Regions from separate parts of the Mus musculus genome. Here region 2 is linked to region 1. The links are chromatin contacts, called in public Hi-C maps. All regions are on one chromosome and are shown on one strand. The core of a region is the stretch at or near the end of the contact, and the rest is flanking DNA. Distances in the headings are between cores, read along the strand shown. Region 1 overlaps Gm26627 (a long non-coding RNA gene). Region 2 has its middle 15 kb from the start of Gm30896.

The links. Hi-C and Micro-C count contacts between places; a contact is called where the count stands out from the background.
Region 2: a contact with region 1 is called in a Hi-C map of liver, with 2.8 times the contacts expected there. The contact joins two enhancer-like sites. A contact is called at or near these places in 11 of 39 promoter capture datasets (the HPC-7 cell line, embryonic stem cells, epiblast stem cells and 6 more), 4 of 15 datasets of contacts at CTCF or cohesin (CD8 T cells, the G1E-ER4 cell line, the NIH/3T3 cell line and 1 more), 48 of 484 Hi-C or Micro-C datasets (the AML12 cell line, the AtT-20 cell line, B cells and 27 more), 9 of 115 datasets of contacts at active chromatin or transcription factors (CD8 T cells, bone marrow-derived dendritic cells, bone marrow-derived macrophages and 2 more) and 3 of 9 other capture datasets (adipose tissue, liver and pancreatic islet).

What each region holds. Positions count from the first base shown.
Region 1 is chr6:29,520,653-29,524,893 of GRCm38.p6, reverse strand. It overlaps Gm26627 (a long non-coding RNA gene), which reads right to left. Exons shown (of 3, transcript XR_868831.3): 3 at 190-1,017. Among named protein-coding and RNA genes, the nearest start is that of Irf5, 3.9 kb to the left of the region's middle. Within about 2 kb of position 1,998, at least 11 of the 459 cell types and tissues checked have an H3K27ac peak or open chromatin away from gene starts, as enhancers often do. A contact at or near this core is called in liver, where this site is marked.
Region 2 is chr6:29,658,524-29,662,764 of GRCm38.p6, reverse strand. No RefSeq gene overlaps it. Among named protein-coding and RNA genes, the nearest start is that of Gm30896, 15 kb to the left of the region's middle. Within about 2 kb of position 1,909, at least 19 of the 459 cell types and tissues checked have an H3K27ac peak or open chromatin away from gene starts, as enhancers often do. A contact at or near this core is called in liver, where this site is marked.

The DNA of each region.
Region 1 (4,241 bases), core at 749-3,248:
TTTGTTTTCCTTCTCTCTATATATCTCCCCCTCCTTTCACTGTAGCTGAATATAAAATGGAAATATATTATTTGTATCTGCTGAATATATTACCCTCTCATATATGCTAGGCACTCTATCACTGAGCCATGTGTCCTTCTGTTTCACATTTTTAAAATTAAAACTCTGGGTGGATCCAGTCACAGTGGCGCATGTCTGCACTGGGGCAGCTGAGGCCTAAACTCAGCGGCAGGCCATAAGATAAACGGGGCTCCGAAAAGATTCTGCTCCATTCAGATCCTGTCTTCCCTGACAAGGAGCCCCTTAGCCAAAAACTGCCCTGAGCCAGAGACCTGTTTCTGGAGGAAGGAAAGGGGTAGTGCTCATTCAGTGAACAGAACTCCAGCTATTCCAAGAACGAAGAGTCCCCTAGGCTCCTGTGCACTGTCACGGGCAAAAGGGAAGTGAGGCCCCACTCTGATGCTTAAAATTAATCTCAGTTCCCCCTGCTCATTCAGGGGGGCCCAACAGGGTGCAGAAAGACTCCATAGTCCTAGGAGGGCATCAGGAGGTCCGGTGACTCCCCCACCAGTGGTATGACGCTGTCACAGATGAGCTTGTGATAAGAAGTAACTTTGTTGGCTTTGGGCAAAGCCATGGTCCAAGTAAAGGCACAGAGAGAGTTAGAGGAAGAGGGAACCGAAAGAAACCCAGTGTAAATGACAGTGACTTAAGGAGAAGCTAAGCACACTCCAGTCATCTCGAGGCCAGCCCACTTTAGACAGGGCCTGAGAAATGCCAGCTGCCGTTGTTGCCCAACCCCATTTTCTCTGGCCTGGGCTTTGCAGGTTCTCTGGACTGGCCTGTTTGTCTGGGAACTTGCGAGTGTGACATCAGGTTGTGAGTCCAATGGGGCATCAAATCCCAGGAATTGTGAGACATGACACGCCTCCTGTGCTGGAGCCAGCTTTCCATCCCTGAAGTGAGATGGTCCCATCCCTGTCACACATGGACGATGTCAGATGCTCACCGAAGCCCCTGCCAGGATAGAAAGACAAACTCCCTGTGCTGGAGTTTCCAGTCTGTGGGGCGAGACAATGAGGCTCAACACCTTTCAGGTAGCAGGACTGGGTGAGCTTTGAGGGGCACCACACAGGCAGCTTTGCCTGAATTCAGTGGAGAGCCAGAGCAGAGATTGATGTGGCTCCCTGGCTTGGAATGTTCCAGTAGTGTTATGACCTGTGCTGTGGACACTGCAGCCAGCTTCCTCTCTGTTTCTATGAACTGCTGCTTCCTCAGCCTTCTGAGGTATGATGTGGAAGTCCCCCACTCAGCTAGAACGGTCACATGGGCCCCTTGGACCTCGGGTCCTCACCTTTGCCCACCCACACTCAGTCTCTCTTCCCACAACCTGGGGCCGAGGAAGCTGAGTAGACACCACCGCCACCCCGGGGCACCGGCTCTCTGCTTCTTTGTCTCACTAAAAAAAGAAAAGCTACTTCCCTTTCTCTTGCTGGTCACCTCTCCTTTTCGTGATGTCCTGAGTGGACTCCATTTTGACTTTACTCCTTTGTTTGGGCCTTGCTCAAGCTGGCCCTAAACCTTCAGGAATGCCCCCACCACCCCAACCCAAACTCCAGCATTTCCTGACATCTTGTATCTCCCTATTTACACCCCAGACCCAGGGGTCTCACTAGGGCTTGCCTTTCTCATTATTTCCTTTAAACAGCTGAGGTGCAGATGTCTCACTTTCCTGTGCGATTCGTCTCCTGTCAGCCTTCCTTGGGTCTGCCTCGGTGTTAGCACCCTCTCCACTTTTGGCCTGGTTAGAAAGGCGCTCAGACTCTACTGGGTTAGATGGCCACACCTCCCACAGTCCCTGAATTTGGGTTTAGAATCTGCTAAACTCAGCATAAACATTACCCCCAAATAACTTCCCTCCCCATTGCTGCACTCTGTCACTAAAGGGCCAGGGCCTCCCTGTTGCCACCAGTCCTGCACTGTGGCTCACAGGACAGGCATTTGGCACGGAGGAAAAGGAAAAAGAAGTCTGCCTGTAAACTTTGGACTTTTGGGATTCTGGCAGTGTTCGTGGGTTGTCCCCACAGGAACCAGCTGAGGATCTCTTCAGAGTGAAAAAAAAGCAGAGAACCTGGGAGCTAAAGTCCCCTGGGGAGGCTCAGAGGCCAGGGCCCTCTCCTTTCTTGCTTACAAGGAAGAAGAGGGTGCCAGGCCTCACTAGAGTAGACCTAGAGTTGAGTTCTTTGAAGGCCAGTGATCTATCTGGGTCCTCAGCGATTTCTAAAGTTCTCCAAGCTAAGACCCTGATGCCCTGCCAATCTGTGGTGTTGGGCACACTGGAGCCATGATGGAGCTGAAGGGCCCAGAGACTATGGAGACCTTCTGCCCATATGGGGCGGTCCTTCTGACATAGCCTTCCCTGTTTCCCAGCCTTCTCTTCCTCACTGGCACTGCCAAAGCCATAGAGATGCTGGCAGGCCTTGATGCTTGACCAGGAGCCATTTCTCGGCGATGGAGGTACAGGGAGAATGGGGAGAAGAGACACATGCTCAGGCCTCTTCCAGGGTCTTCTATATTAGCTCACAACTCTACAGAGCTTTGCTGTGCAGTAGCAGATTCTAGATACAAGATCACACTGAGATCTCAATATATGCCAGACACATTAAGCGCATGTGACATCTTGATATCTTTGATTGCAGGCAGTCACTAGGCTGGAGAGGTTTCTAGTATCCCCATTTACTGAAGAAGTTAGCTGAGGTCCTGGCTAATTAACTCCATGGATTTTGGCACCTTCTCCAGCTTAAATCTCTATGCGTAGGAGGTTAAATTTTATCTATCTATCTATCTATCTATCTATCTATCTATCTATCTATCTATTTATAACTAATTTGATGATTTTTTTTTGGAAACTAACAGTAGATTTTATTTTATTTATTTGGGGAGAGGCATGGGGAGAAAGTCTCACTATGTGACTGGAACTTGCTATGTACACCAGATTAACTTCAAATTCATAGCATCTGCCTCCCTCTCTTTCCTGAAGGTTGAGATTAAAGGTATGCACCACTGCCTGGATTACTTTTTATTGTTTTTAGACAGGGTTTCTCTGCATAGCCTTGGCTATCCTGAAACTTACTCTTGTAGACCTTACTGGGCTTGAACTCACCAAGGTCTGCCTGCCTCTGCCTCCTGAGTGCTAGGTTTAAAGGTGTGCACCCAGCTAGAATAATGTTTAACTTTATTTACTATTATTGTTGTGTGTTGAGTGTGTGGATATGTGTGGATGTGTCTATGAGTATGGTGTGTATGTGAGTGTGTGTGAATATGGGTGTGAGTGTATATGAGTGTGTGAGTGTATGTTTATGTGGGTGTGAGTGTATATATATAAATGTATGTGAGTGAGGGTGTGTGTGTGAGTGTATGTGTGTGTGTATGTGGGTAAATGTGAGTGTGTGTGTATGTAGTACGTACACGGGGAACTGCAGGTGAGCTGAGATGCTCTTGTAGTCAGAGGATATCTTTCAGGATCTAGCAGCACGGATTCTAGGCATCACACTCAGGTTGTGAGGCTCGCTCTCGCCACAAGTGTGTGCTGGGATTTCTTGCTCAGGCCCTCATGCTTGTGAAGCGAGTACTGTTACCCACTGATGTCCTTCTATATACCCCACCCCGCTTCTTACAGTGTTAGGGCCTGGCACTTGCTAGATGCCCCTGAGCTAAATCTCCCCCCACCCCTGTGCATTCATTACTGTCTTTGATGACTTACTGCTTGTAGAAATGTTACCCAGACATCTGTCTTTATCTTCAAAAGTCAAGATCTCTTCTCTGAGAACATACCTCTGCACCTAAATGTTCCCCTCTTTTGCAGTATTGGGGATCAAACCCAGGGCCTCTGTGCATGATAGGCAAACCTATACCACTGAGCTAAACTTTCAGCCTGCAAAACCTTCCCTTCTATAGTTGTGTTAAGGAAGGGCCCTCTAATGACTTCAACTTAACTAGTTACACATGCAGTGGCCCTCTCTCCAAAGACGCTCGCATTCTGAAGCACTAGAGGGTAGAATTTCGATACATGAATTTGGGAAAGGGGGGCACAAATCAACCTATGAGCATTTCACACATCCTGCTGTCACTAAACCTGAGGCCGTTATTTCATTCTCATGCACAGAGCAGGTGTCTGCTTGCTCTTCACCTGAAGAGGCAGAGACTCTGAAAGAGGAGGTGGTTTACCAGAGGTGCACAGC
Region 2 (4,241 bases), core at 660-3,159, 140 kb before region 1:
AGAGAGTTTATCTTGGGCGATGGTTTCAGAGGTTTCAAGTCCATGTTCAACTGGCTCCAGTGTTTCTAGCCTATGGTAAGGCAGACTAGCAGCAAAAAGGAATGGTCTATCTGACAACTCATTTCTCGGTGGCTAGGAAGCAGAGTAGGGGGTGAGACAAGGTATATCCTTCCAGGTGATATACCTTGGCTTCATGGACCTGCTTCTACTATCAGAGCCCTGGCTCCCAATAATACCACTGTATTACATGAAGGGATTAATCCACTGACTCAGAGCTTCAGGAAATCACCTCACCCAAATGGAAGCAGCTGGCCTTAACATATGACCCTTCAGGGGACATTCCAGGTTCAAACCAGAGGAGAACAATTTCCTCCCATTCAATGGACCCTAGGGCCAGTGATTTAACAAGCAGAGGGCGTGTGAATTGGACCAATGGTCATGGTGTTCATGAATCGTCTAACAGACATGAGTGAGGAACGTAGCTCAGGCACTACCCACATCTATATTTTAATTGTTAGTCCAGCAGACCATGGTAGTTCACATCAGCACTTAGGCCATAAAAGAAAGAAGATCAGAAGTTCAAGGGCACACACCCTGGGCTACATAGGGAGTTGGAGGACAGACTGAGCTACAGGAGACCCTGACTCAAAATATAAAAGGAAACAAAATCAGTCTTCTAATAATTCTAAGGTACAAAGGTTTAGTGTATCCCGCACTTGCCGAGCATGCATGAAACCCTGGGTTTGAGCCCACTGTCACAGACAAAAATGTTTGTGATAACAATTCTCATGCCAAGCTAGGGTTGAGAGCTACCTGCTGGGCACGTGCATGGTGCTATTACTTTCCTGGGGCCACCTTCTCAGCTAAGTCTGCTATGAAATCAGTAAGCTTTGCCTTCCTGGAAATTTGCATACAGGTCACTTTTGGAGCTAGATAATGAAGTTCCATGGAAAGAAGGCTCACTCTTGCCTTGCTGGGCAAAAGGATGTTTACCGGGGTCCTTTTTAAAATAATCCCCCACAGCCCCATCCAGCAGAGGGATTCATTCTGGTTACAGGAGGGGCACAAGCCAGTTCAGAGTTTCCTTGTGGGGCTGGAAAACAGAAATTCTTCTGATTTTCCTTGTCCCTAAAGTAAAGCATTTAGAGGGGGGAAAGTACATTAAGAGAAAACTTGAGGGCTGGAGAGATAGCTCAGTGGTTAAGAGCACTGACTGCGGGGCTGGTGAGATGGCTCAGTGGGTAAGAGCACCCGACTGCTCTTCCAAAGGTCCAAAGTTCAAATCCCAGCAACCACATGGTGGCTCACAACCATCCGTAACGAGATTTGACTCCCTCTTCTGGAATGTCTGAAGACAGCTACAATGTACTTACATATAATAAATAAATAAATCTTTAAAAAAAAAAAAAAGAGCACTGACTGCTCTTCCAGAGGTCCTGAGTTCAAATCCCAGCCACCACAGGGTGGCTCACAACCATCTGTCATGGGATCCAACACACTATTCTGGTGTATATCAGAAGACAGCTGCAGTGTACTCATATAAATAATAAATAAATAAATAAATAAATATATAAAAAAAAAGAGTAAACTTGAAATTGCAGAGTCTTTGGTGCAGTGCTGGGCCAGGGGATGGGAGGTGGGGATGGGATTTTGTGAACTTGGGCCTGGGGCTGGAGAAAGGGGAGGGTGAAGGGAAGGGGAGGGGAGGGGAGAGGGAGGGGGAACAGAGCTTCCCTGTAGGTTCAGATTGTTGCTTCAGGTTGGCTGTTCCTACTGGAATTCACCTTTAGAAAGAGGCTTTCTTCCAGCGCTGTTAGTGAAGCGAAGCGAATGCAGAGTGTCTGTAAGGCCTTTCCTTTCCTTTCCGCATGGCTGGGAACTGCAGCGAGTTACTGAGTAACTGACTACGAAGTTAATGTGCCTCAAAGGCCTTTACAGGAGCAGCAGCAGTTTAAAAGCTCTAACGAGGCAGTTAGCCCAAGGCCAAAAACTGGGAGAACCTCGATCCTGGCCTAAAAGATGCCGCCGCAGGGCAGAGAGAAACCAGTCCAATGGATAGAATGCAGCGAGCAGATGAATGAGAAAAATAGGGGTGGGGGTTGGTACAACTTTTAACCTGCCTCCAGTTGCCTCCCTGTAATGGGACTGAGCTGCTGGTGACCCACTTGGACAGGATACAATCAACTTTGTCCCTCTAGTCTGGTATCTATCAGCACAGACTCCTTTCTTTCTTCCTTCCTTTCCTTCCTTCCTTCCTTCCTTTCTTTCTTTCTTTCTTTCTTTCTTTCTTTCTTTCTTTCTTTCTTTCTTTCTTTCTTTGAGACAGGGTGTATGTACCTTTGGCTGTCCTAAACTCACTATGTAGACCAGGCTGGCCTTGAACTCACAAAGATCTGCCTGCCTCTGCTTCCCAAGTGCTGGGACTAAAGGCATGTGCCACTATGTCATGTTATTGAAGAGGTCAGCTCAGCCATTAGAAAATTCCATCGGACATACACACACACACACACACACACACACACACACACACACACACTCACACACACCTTCCTGGAAGAGACAGGTCAGAGAGCACATAGGCCAGAAGGGAGATGTTGAGTAAGCCCCTACTACCTCATTCCCTAAAGACCAATCAGTTTAAAGCACTGATCCACCAATCATATTTTGCCTAGTTGCTGATGCTTTATTCTATCCCTGGAAACCATATAAAAACTTGCCAGAACTTGCCTCCTCTCCTTCAGGTGTGGGCTAACCCCAGTGCATTGGAACAATAAATTCCTCTTGCTTTTTGCATCGATTCTGGCTCTGCATCGTTCACTCAGGGGGTCCCGGGTAAGCTAAGGCTCTTCAGAGTCTTATATAAGCACAGAGTCTTAAACATAGAAGAGTATAAAAAAGAGAGACTATAATTCTCTAGTTCCTCTTATTTTCTGCATCAAACACATCCAGAGATACACTGCTAATTATGTCTCCTCTGAAAACATTCTCACTGAAGCCTTCCCTATTCTCCTGCTTCCGCTGGGAGTTTGGGGTGTCTCAGCTCAGCACTGAAACCCCTCTCTTCTGCACTGATTTGGCTCTATTCGGTGTATTTGCTCTCTTTCATGAGATACAGTCATTTCTTACCATGCTTTATATCTGCATGAGCTGTGAATGGCGCCATATTGGACACACAGGAATTAATACAGTTGCATCTGGTCTTCTTTTACAGGCTCACTTCCCCGTCCCCTCCGCTCCCACCATGTCTTCCTACTTACCGTTCCAGGAACTCAGCCTCCATATCTTCATATTTCACCTTCTCTTCCACTGTCCTTTTCTAGAATTCCTTCCTCCTGTTACTTTCAGACATGCTACTTCACCCTGGCCTCTCCATGGGCTGGCTGGAAGCTCTGGGAAGGCAGGACTGGGGACATTTTCCCCCTCCCTAACCTGATGACACACATTGGACCCAGCAGGGGTTCAATCAGGGCTTTCTCAGTTAACAAATGAGTTGCCAAGGTTTTGCCAAAGTGACTTCTGGTCTCTATCACACAGCATCTCAGTGTGGCTTTTGGTTTAGTTTTCAAGACAGGTCTAAGACCAGCTTAGGCCACAAAGAACACTTAAGGCCTGCACAATTTAGTGAGAGCCCATCTCAAAATGAAGAGCAAAACAGAGGCTGGAAATACTGCTCCGGTAAAGGGCTTGCCTAGTGAGTGCCACAGGCTCTGGCTTGAGTACAGAGGAGGGGGCGCTGAAGAGGAGGGTGGTGTTCTGGGGGAGACATTTCTCCTCTACTGTGTTACCTCTTACCCTACCTGGAGACAATGTCAAATGTCAAGTGGTTAAAGGTTACTTGTTCTGTCCTCCTGGTGCACCTCCTTTCTCTTTTCTCTCCTGGGTTGCAGTTTATGGAGCAAATGTTCTACATTTCCAGGAGGGCGGAAAGAGAACTTGATCAATCAGTAACCAGGATGGAAAACTCAAATACTTACAGAAGCCAAAGGAAACAATCTGAGTTGCCTGGGTAGGAACAAAGTGACCAGACCCTATTACAGGGCAGCTACTTCCTTGCTAAGGCAGGTCACTCACAGGGATGGTGGCCCAGGCTCACTTGATCTTATTTTTTTTTTTTTTTTTTTTTTTAAGATTTATTTATTTATTTATTTATTGTAAGTACACTGTAGCTGTCCTCAGACACTCCAGAAGAGGGAGTCAGATCTCGTTACGGATGGTTGTGAGCCACCATGTGGTTGCTGGGA